Regions from separate parts of the Sus scrofa genome. Here all the other regions are linked to region 2. A link is a contact called in public Hi-C and HiChIP or PLAC-seq data. All regions are on one chromosome and are shown on one strand. Each heading gives the region's core, a stretch centred on a gene start, on an enhancer-like site or on the middle of the called end of the contact. The rest is flanking DNA. Distances are from core to core; before and after follow the strand shown. Region 1 overlaps LOC102165506 (a long non-coding RNA gene). Region 2 has its middle 220 kb from the start of FGGY. Region 3 overlaps FGGY (FGGY carbohydrate kinase domain-containing protein).

Region 1 (2,753 bases), core at 113-2,612, 150 kb after region 2:
AAAAAACCCAGCTTGTGTAGGGTATTTCTGTTCAGTCACCAGGCAGTCAGAAGACTCAGGATGGAGGATCAGCTCTAGTCCTTTACCAGCTGTCTGCTAGGGACAAATGACATCTTGCCTCTGAACTTCAATTTATTCGCCATAAAATGGGGATACTCCCCCAAAGAGTGAAGAGATTCTGTGAGATGCCTCCAGCAGACATGTCTCATAAGATGTTCTCCATTTAAAGCTCTCACAAGGAACTTGGCAGGTGCCTTCTTTCAGCTCTGGAGCTTTCTCTCTTCTCTCACTGCCAGCTTATTCCCAGAAATGCCCATGGAAGAAATGCACTGGTCCCAAAGACCATAACATCTTGAAAATGGGATTTAAACAGATGAGAGGAGGGGAGAACAAGCCTTTCAAATGGCAGTAAGTGGGAAATCTTGAATTCTTCCTTTAAAAATTACAGTTTACAAACTGGCAGGGAAGGATAAATTAGAGGATTGGGCCGAACGTATACACACTGCTATATATAAAACAGATAGGTAACAAGGACCTCCTGTATAGCATGGGGTCACCTACTCAATACTGTGTAATAACCTATATGGGAAAAGAATCTGAAAAGGAATGGACATTTGTACATGTATGACTGATTCTCTTTGCTGTACACCTGAAACTAACATGACTTTCTAAGTCAGCTGTATACCAATAAAATTTACTTAAATATAAAATAAAATAAAATTATGGTTTATACTGGGGTAACCTGTTGCCAAGGACATTGTTTGGGAATTCTGGAAAATGAGCTCTGCTGGGACACAGCCAGTCACTGTGTTCTGTGACCCTCACTCTTCTAACAAAGGGGGTTCCTAAAGAAGGGTGTTGCATAAGAGAACACACCCTACACACTGTAGACACAGACAGATCTGGCTTCAAATCTCCATTCCTGTGGCCAACCAGTCAAATGACTTTGACTTCTCTCAGTCTTACTTTCCTTGTCTAGTAAGCAACTTTATTAAATGTACATATCTAATGTGGTTATCCTAAATATTAAACAAAATAAACTACATGAGATTAAATAGGTTGCTTGGTTGATAGTAAGTATTTAAGAAAAGGAAGTTGCTATATTATTAGAACTATCATTATCATTAGTTAATACTAAAACTAATTAAACTAAGTAAAACATTGTTACTGTGTGGACTTCAAGAAAGTAAAGCTCTTTGTACTCTAAGTTGAGATCGGTCTCAGCAGGGGTGCATTTTGAATGGTCCACTTTCTCCAGGACCCACAGCAATGCCCCAAAGAGAGGGTGTCCATCCTGTCTGGCACACAACTTGGGAAGGGAAATTAAGCCCTCCTATGCCCTCTCTCTGGAGTCTCATGTTTTCCTCCTGGCCCTGCCCTGCCTGGCCTAGGTCTGATGGCTGGAGCTGCTGTCCTCTGGGCTCACACTAGTCAAGCAGCCAGGAGGGAGAGGAAACCAAATAAACATGTTTTGCAACAGTACAGCCAGTTTAAGTGAAAGCAATTCTAAATAAGGACAATACAGAGCCTTGGCCGCCTGTTGGCAGCTTCCTCCACACAGGGGTTTGCCATGAAAAACCAAAGGTCAGACTGATAAGCTGGGGGTGTCTGCAACCAGGTTGGCTGGAAGTCCATGACAGGACCTCCTCATTCATCATTTGAATCCATCACAGGCCAGGGAGTGTGGGTACAGGGGCAGAAAATCCAAAGACCCAATCGGGATAGAATCTCAGCTACTCTATTGTGACTTAAGGCTGCCCCTTCACTTTGCTGAACCTCAGATTCCTTATCTATAAGGACATTGGTATCAATATAGATAGATAGATAGATAGATAGATAGATAGATAGATAGATAGGGAAACTCTAACTCATCTTTTCCAGGTTCTGATGGCTGCACAATTCTTGGCTTATGCTTAGTTCAAGGAGAAATAGAGAAACTAGAAACATATCTTCAGACCTACATTAAAGAATTCTGATTCATTGTCTTCCTTTCTATCTCTAATACAGCTTCCCAAAAGGACCAGGATTGGGATTTGCTTCTAGGTTTTAGTACTTGGTTAAAAACAAACAAAAACCCAACAACTTTGATCAAGTGAGTTCTTTTTTTTCTTTTTAAAATTTTTTTATTACAGGTGGTTTACAATGTTCTGTCAGTTTCTGCTGTAGAGCAAAGTGACCCAGTTATACATATATATATGCATACATACACACACACACACACATATATATATACACATACACATTCTTATTCTCACATTATCCTCCATCATGTTCCATCACAAATGATTAGGTACAACAGGATCTCATGGGTCTTTCTTTCTTTTAAAAACTCCTTCATTAAATATTTTCTGAGCACCTATGACCTAGAACCTTCCTGAACTCCTTTCCACTGTGGGGCTAAGGGGTGAGAAAGGGACTGAACCATTGAGAGTTCCGTGGACCCAAGGCAAAAGCTGCAGTTCAAATGACTGGATGGAATTGGGTGGGGACAAGACTGGCAGTTGAAAGAATAACATCTTTATCAAGAAGAACTGGAAGAAATACTAAAACATAGATACCAACACCCAGGAGATCCAAAGGCCTTGGGAACAACAAGGAGTTGGATAAGAAATGCCCAGAGTATGTGTTATTGCTGTACTAAACTTTTGGGTATTGCTTTGTTTGAAAGAGCAGGCTACATTTAAAGGACCTATTTTCAAGGATTGTAGGATCTACCAAGAAAACAGATATGTATACAACAAATTTAAGATGGA
Region 2 (2,728 bases), core at 228-2,727:
GAACTGCATTGTTCACATTGTGCTTCCATGAGATAAAAGCTCTTCGAGGATAAGACTGTCTTTTTTTTTTTTTTTTGGCTTTTTAGGGCCGCACCTGCAGCATATGGAGGTTCCCAGACAAGGGGTCCAATTGGAGCTACAGCTGCCAGCCTACACCACAGCCCAGCAACGCAGGATCCGAGCTATGCCTGCGACCTACACCACAGCTCACGGCAATGCCAGGTGCTTAATCCACTGAGTGAAGCCAGGGATTGAACCCACAACCTCATGGTTCCTAGTCAGATTTATTTCCCCTGCGCCATGACGGGAACTCCAAGACTGTCTCTTAACTCATCCTTTTTTTCCTCTTTCCAAAGCCCCAGCGGTCCTCGGGGACAAGTACCATCTACATCACGAGGGACCTTGGTAGAAATACAAATTCTCAGCATCACCTCACCCCCAACCAGATCTACTGAATCTGAAACTCTAGGGTGAGGCCAGCAAACTGTACTTTTAACGGGTCTTCCAGTCTGAGAAGCCCTGACCTGGAGAGACCCCCCCCCCCCCATTTCATGCCTGATCTCCTGGGACAGCTCCTCACTGAGCTTCAACGGTTACTTTCCAATCTGTTCTCCACACTACAGCCAGATTACTTGGTTGTAACATGTAAGGACCCTGTTCAAAAGCCTTAAGTGGCTTCCTTTTGCCCTTAAAATTAAACGCAGATCCCTCACCATGGCCTACAGGGTCCTCTGTGATCTGGTCTTGCTTTTTTCTCCAGCCTTGCCCTGTATTTCCCCTCCACTAACTCTCCACCACCAGACACACTGGCTTTGCTTTCACATCTCAGACCAGAAGATCCTTCCTGCCTTAGGGTGTCCACCAGGGCCAGGGACAACAGGAGTGAGTCACCTTCTCTGCCCTTCAGGAGGGACGGTCAAGTAGGAGAGACAAATATGGACACAAATAAACATGCAGATTACAGGAAGCAAAGTAACAGTGCTGAGCACATGATAGAGCAGCCAAGATTAATTCCATTTGGGGACTCCCTTTCTGTGGCCACATCCAACTGCTTCTAAAGTTCTAAGGGGCAGGTTGTCCCACATGAACATTCCAACACTAGCCATTCCATCGCCCTGAGCCTCAGTCCCCACGTCTGTAAAATAGGGGCAAGGGAAGGCGCACATCAGGAGGCATGGAAAGCACCCTGGAGCCCAGGACAGGCCTGTGGCAGGGGCTCAGCAGGGTGACAGTTCTCTCTTATCTCTGCAGCAGAGTCAAGTTGTGATCTAGGGAGGCTGTGGGCAGGGGGGAGAGCCCTGAGCCTCAGTAGAAAATTAAGCACGTCCAGAAAAAAATGACGAGCTTGAGGTTAGGCCTAAAGAGAAAGGAAATTTCCCCTCCACACTGAGAAATCTCCCTCCTGTGGGTGTGGTAGCGAATGTGAAAGTGGAACCTCCCTCCTGGCTCCTGCACTTACCAGAAGGGGCAGTGAGGCTTGCAGGGGCCTTACAGAAAAAGCAGCAGCTGAACAGGAACTGGGGCCACCAGTTCTGGGAAGCTGGGGGCTTCTGGGGCAGAGCCCAGAGGCCCAGTGTTTACAAAGTCCAGAAGTACCTGCACCCAGACTGGGTTAGACAGAAACTGAACCGAGGTGAGCCCTTGGCACCGTCCCCCAGAGCTGGAAAGCTGGAGAGAAAGCCAGGATCACTTCTCCCGGGCACAGGGCTCCAGGCTCTTCAGACAAACAGCCGAGCTATAGCCTCTGAGAGGAAGTGGGGAATCCTTCCTCCCAGAGTGGATTAGCTATTCCTTCCTTCATTCACTCACTCCCAATTCCTTCTTCTGTGAAATAGGAAAAAAGAATTCCCTTGCTGTCTCTTTGGAATTCATATAGCAGGGAAGGATGGAAGAAGGTTTGCTGTAGAGCTCAAATGAGATAATGAATTCAGTCATCATTTAATGTGTACTAACTAAGCACCTGCTGTAATAATAATAAGGACACTTACGGAGTGCTTCGTTATTCCTTACAAGCACTCTCTGAGGTAGCTGCTGTTATTTCCATTTATGGATGAGGAAACTGCGGCTCTGAGAGGTGAACTTGTTTAGATCACACTGCTCGTCAGTGCTAGAGCTGGGATTTGAACATGAGCAGACTCTGAACTTGTCCTGGGTGCAGAGCTACAAACAGGGCCCAGGCCTTATCTCCGGCACTAGAGAGAGGGCATCTTCAAGGTCGGGAATGATCATCTATTAACCAGAATCTGCAAATTCTAGACCACAGCCCAGGGTGCAGTGGCTGATCACTAAATGTGGGTGGGCAACTTAAAACAAAGTGAAATGAAGCAATCTGGTGGGGCAGAGAAGGAAGCAGACAGACAGCACTGTGATGTAACAGGTAGGTGCCTGCAAAGGGCTCCCTGGAGTTTGCGCTGGGTCAGTGTGTACCAGTCAGGGTCTCAATGGCCCATCCACTTAGTGTATTCAGAGGAGGGCTTATCTGCAAAGCTACAGATGTGGAAGAATCACAAGGGAGAAACAGGAGCTTAGTAGTTGCCAAACATTTGCCACAAGGGGAGTGAGAGTCCTGCAGAGCCAACCACCTTAAGAGGAGCAGCAAGGGTCATGGCCAGGTCCAGAGGACTTACAACGAGGAACTCATTCCCTCTCTCCTTCTGAAGCTCCTGATTGGTGAAGAATCCACTAATGCCATCTCCATGGGCCAACCTCCTGGGCACAGAGCAAATGG
Region 3 (2,839 bases), core at 137-2,636, 240 kb after region 2:
CTGTCAAGTACCTGTACTTTTCCTCCAATGTGTATTTTTTGGAAAAGCCAATGGAGAACCAGGTTATTGCCAGATTATCTCCTTCCTTCCCTTCCCAAACTTTCTTTCCATCTTACAACATGTGGGAGTTGTTTAAAGTGGTATTTAATTCTTGTTGTTAAGGAGACTGAAGTGGACCAGCATACTCATTGCTTTTATCTTTTTCTTCCCAAACTTCCCAACCCCCTGACTGCAGTATAACTAAGTAAATGAATTGTGTGGGACGCGTGTACCTGGGTTCCCAGCCAAAGCCAGAGATCAAAGCAGAGAGAGGATATTGAGCTTCCTCCCAGATCCCCGAGACGCTGTCCCGACAGTCCTGGAGGAGTGGCTCTTTCGGAAATAGGACTGCAGGTAAGCTCATTCACTCGGGAGGGTTATAGGCTTAGGAAACAATGTTATTGCTATTTGGTCATTTCGAGGAAAAGAGGAGGAGAATATAGCAGAACAGCCCCTGGAGATTGGTTTTCAGCGCCGTCTCTGCAGCAGGATCTCTCCTTAGGATCCCGTGAATAGTTTTGCAGAGACCTGCCTCTCTGGGACCCTCTTCCCTTTTCTCACGCTTCCTCTGATCAGCTTGCACATTTGTTGAAGACTCAGCCGTGAAGCCTGTGGTTTCCTGTGGCACATTTCTAATAATATTTGGACAGGCTATCATTTAATGAACCACGTAAATATTTATCACAAGAGCAGTCTTTTGATCATGAACAGGGGCTAAAAACCAGTCCAGTCCGTGCTGGGGACTTGGCCGGGAGGCCGTTCCTGCCCTTCGGAGCCTTCAGTCGACTGAGAAGTTAGGTAAGGCTCTGGACATGTGTGCAGGCCGCTTGAATTTCTCTCTGTAGCTTTTCTTTCTCTTGGCCTCCCCAGTCCATGTCCTTCTTTCTCGGTCTGACCTGCCTCCCCAGATCCCCATCAGTTGTTTTTCCTTTTAGAGAATTGATCTCCGCCTGAAATGAATGAGCTGGGACCAACCTTCTGACCATCACCACTCATAAATCAGGCTCCGGAGCCCCACTGTCCTAGCCTGGAGCCCCAGCTTCTCTGATTTTGTGCTCTGTGGCCTTAAATAGCTTTATTGCGGAGAACCTCAATCCCCTTACCTGGAAAATGGGCTCATAGTGCCTACCTCACAGGGTTGTCACGAGGACGAAGTGAAAATTACAGAATCAGGTGGGTGACTGGCAGAGCATAGCTTAATAAATGCTATTGTTGCTGCTTTTGTTGTTGTTGTTGAAGAAGTGGTTGAAGGATTCTGTTTTCATTTTTAAGCTGGTGTGTGGAAAGAGCCCTAAACGTGCCTTAAGAGGCCAGGGTTCAAGTCCAGGTGCTGCTCTTGTTTACTCTTTGTGTCACTTGGGGTAAATTCCCCCATCCGTCTGAGGTATAAAATGCTGATAGGTTTATCAGCTTGATTGAATTTCAGTCAGAAGAGATGAACAAATGTATGAAAGCGCCAGACATGCACAAGGATCCTAATCCTTTTTTTTAAAAAAAAAACAGAAAAAGGAATAATGTTTTCCATTTTGCAGTTACTTTATTTTTTGAGGCCAAGAGGAACTGGAACACAGTTTGGCATCTAGGACACAGCAGCGAGGACTCATGACCCAGGAACAAAGGGCACAGAGGGATCGACAAAGAATCTGAGTTGCAGAAAATCCTCTGGCAGAGTTTTTATAACTCACGGGGTCAAGTTTCAGGGTAGCTGCCCGAGGGTTTGAACTTCTCTGCTTCCCTGCTTTCAGAGCCCAGGTGTGGAAACAATCATAAAGCGATCGCTGAAAACGATAGTAATGGGAAACACGGTGAACCTGAACTATTTAATTAGGATCTGTTTCTTACAGAAACATGAACTGGGAGCTGTGTGTGAACGGTGCAGGGCGAATGTAACACCCTGATCCCCTGGGTCTGATTCTCTTCCCAATGGATGTCTTGGTCGTATGGTCTAGAAATGGGTAGGGGGCCAGAGAGAAGTAGGTAGGAGCCTAGGTAGGAGTGGGTCAGTCTCTACAGGTGGCAGGTGTCCTGAGTTAGCCAGTTGTAGCCAAAGTAGGCAGGGACACCTAGCAGAGCCCTTGGCAAATAGGCGTTTAATAAAATGGAGGGTAACAGGCAGTAGAGCGTTCTAAGGACAGGTAGGGATGCTGGACCAGAGGGAATGAGATTGCTGTCACCTCTGTGACTCGCTAGTTGTACGACATTAGAGCGAGTTGCTTTACCCGTCTAGAACTCATTTTCTGCATCAGTAAGATGGGGATGTAACGGTAATTATCATCCAGGGTTGGTATCAGGATAAAAAGTGGATTAGAAATGTAAGCAAGGTGGTTAGTGGAGCATTGGATACACAGCAAATTTGTACCTTTTATTATTTACCTAAAGGTAGGTTATAAAGGTATCCGCTGAGTCCCAGAGACTTGGTGAGTTCGTGCTCTGTGCCAGAAACTGTGCTGGCACCAGGGATTCATCTGTGGTCCAGCAGCAGTGGAGTTAACTGTCTACTGGCAAAGCTCTACTTTCTATCCAGGGAGGGGGTGGGGTTCTTCTGAAGAGTGGGTTCTTTCCTGTTTAGCCAAGTGATGGGTCCACAACCCAGAGCTGGAGTAAGCCCTGGGTCAGCTGCAGAGTAGAAATCTGCCTCTTTGGGTTTGACTGGGAATAAATCAGGTGGGCTGGGTGGTGGGTGGCACGAGAGAGTCAACACTGAAGGAGCCAGGCCTGAGGGGCTGGGTCAGCCCCCAGGGGGACTCTCTTGTCACTGAAGCTGGCCAGAGAAGCCTGGATGATGGCCAGCCAGGTCTGT

Evidence for each region. A called contact is a pair of places that touch in the nucleus more often than the background predicts. HiChIP or PLAC-seq counts read pairs in DNA pulled down with a chosen protein or histone mark.
Region 1: an H3K27ac HiChIP or PLAC-seq map of alveolar macrophages shows a contact between it and region 2. The contact joins two enhancer-like sites. A contact is called at or near these places in 2 of 47 Hi-C or Micro-C datasets (liver and skeletal muscle) and 2 of 2 datasets of contacts at active chromatin or transcription factors (alveolar macrophages and skeletal muscle).
Region 3: a contact with region 2 is called in a Hi-C map of liver, with 5 times the contacts expected there. The contact joins two enhancer-like sites. A contact is called at or near these places in 4 of 47 Hi-C or Micro-C datasets (liver and skeletal muscle) and 1 of 2 datasets of contacts at active chromatin or transcription factors (alveolar macrophages).

Annotation. Positions count from the first base shown.
Region 1 is chr6:153,282,045-153,284,797 of Sscrofa11.1, reverse strand. All of the region lies in intron 2 of LOC102165506 (a long non-coding RNA gene), which reads right to left. Among named protein-coding and RNA genes, the nearest start is that of FGGY, 70 kb to the right of the region's middle. Within about 2 kb of position 1,362, at least 13 of the 83 cell types and tissues checked have an H3K27ac peak or open chromatin away from gene starts, as enhancers often do. A contact at or near this core is called in alveolar macrophages and liver, where this site is marked.
Region 2 is chr6:153,433,095-153,435,822 of Sscrofa11.1, reverse strand. No RefSeq gene overlaps it. Among named protein-coding and RNA genes, the nearest start is that of FGGY, 220 kb to the right of the region's middle. Within about 2 kb of position 1,477, at least 34 of the 83 cell types and tissues checked have an H3K27ac peak or open chromatin away from gene starts, as enhancers often do. A contact at or near this core is called in alveolar macrophages and liver, where this site is marked.
Region 3 is chr6:153,195,153-153,197,991 of Sscrofa11.1, reverse strand. It overlaps FGGY (FGGY carbohydrate kinase domain-containing protein), which reads left to right. Exons shown (of 16, transcript XM_021097811.1): 2 at 236-393. Among named protein-coding and RNA genes, the nearest start is that of FGGY, 17 kb to the left of the region's middle. Within about 2 kb of position 1,386, at least 8 of the 83 cell types and tissues checked have an H3K27ac peak or open chromatin away from gene starts, as enhancers often do. A contact at or near this core is called in liver, where this site is marked.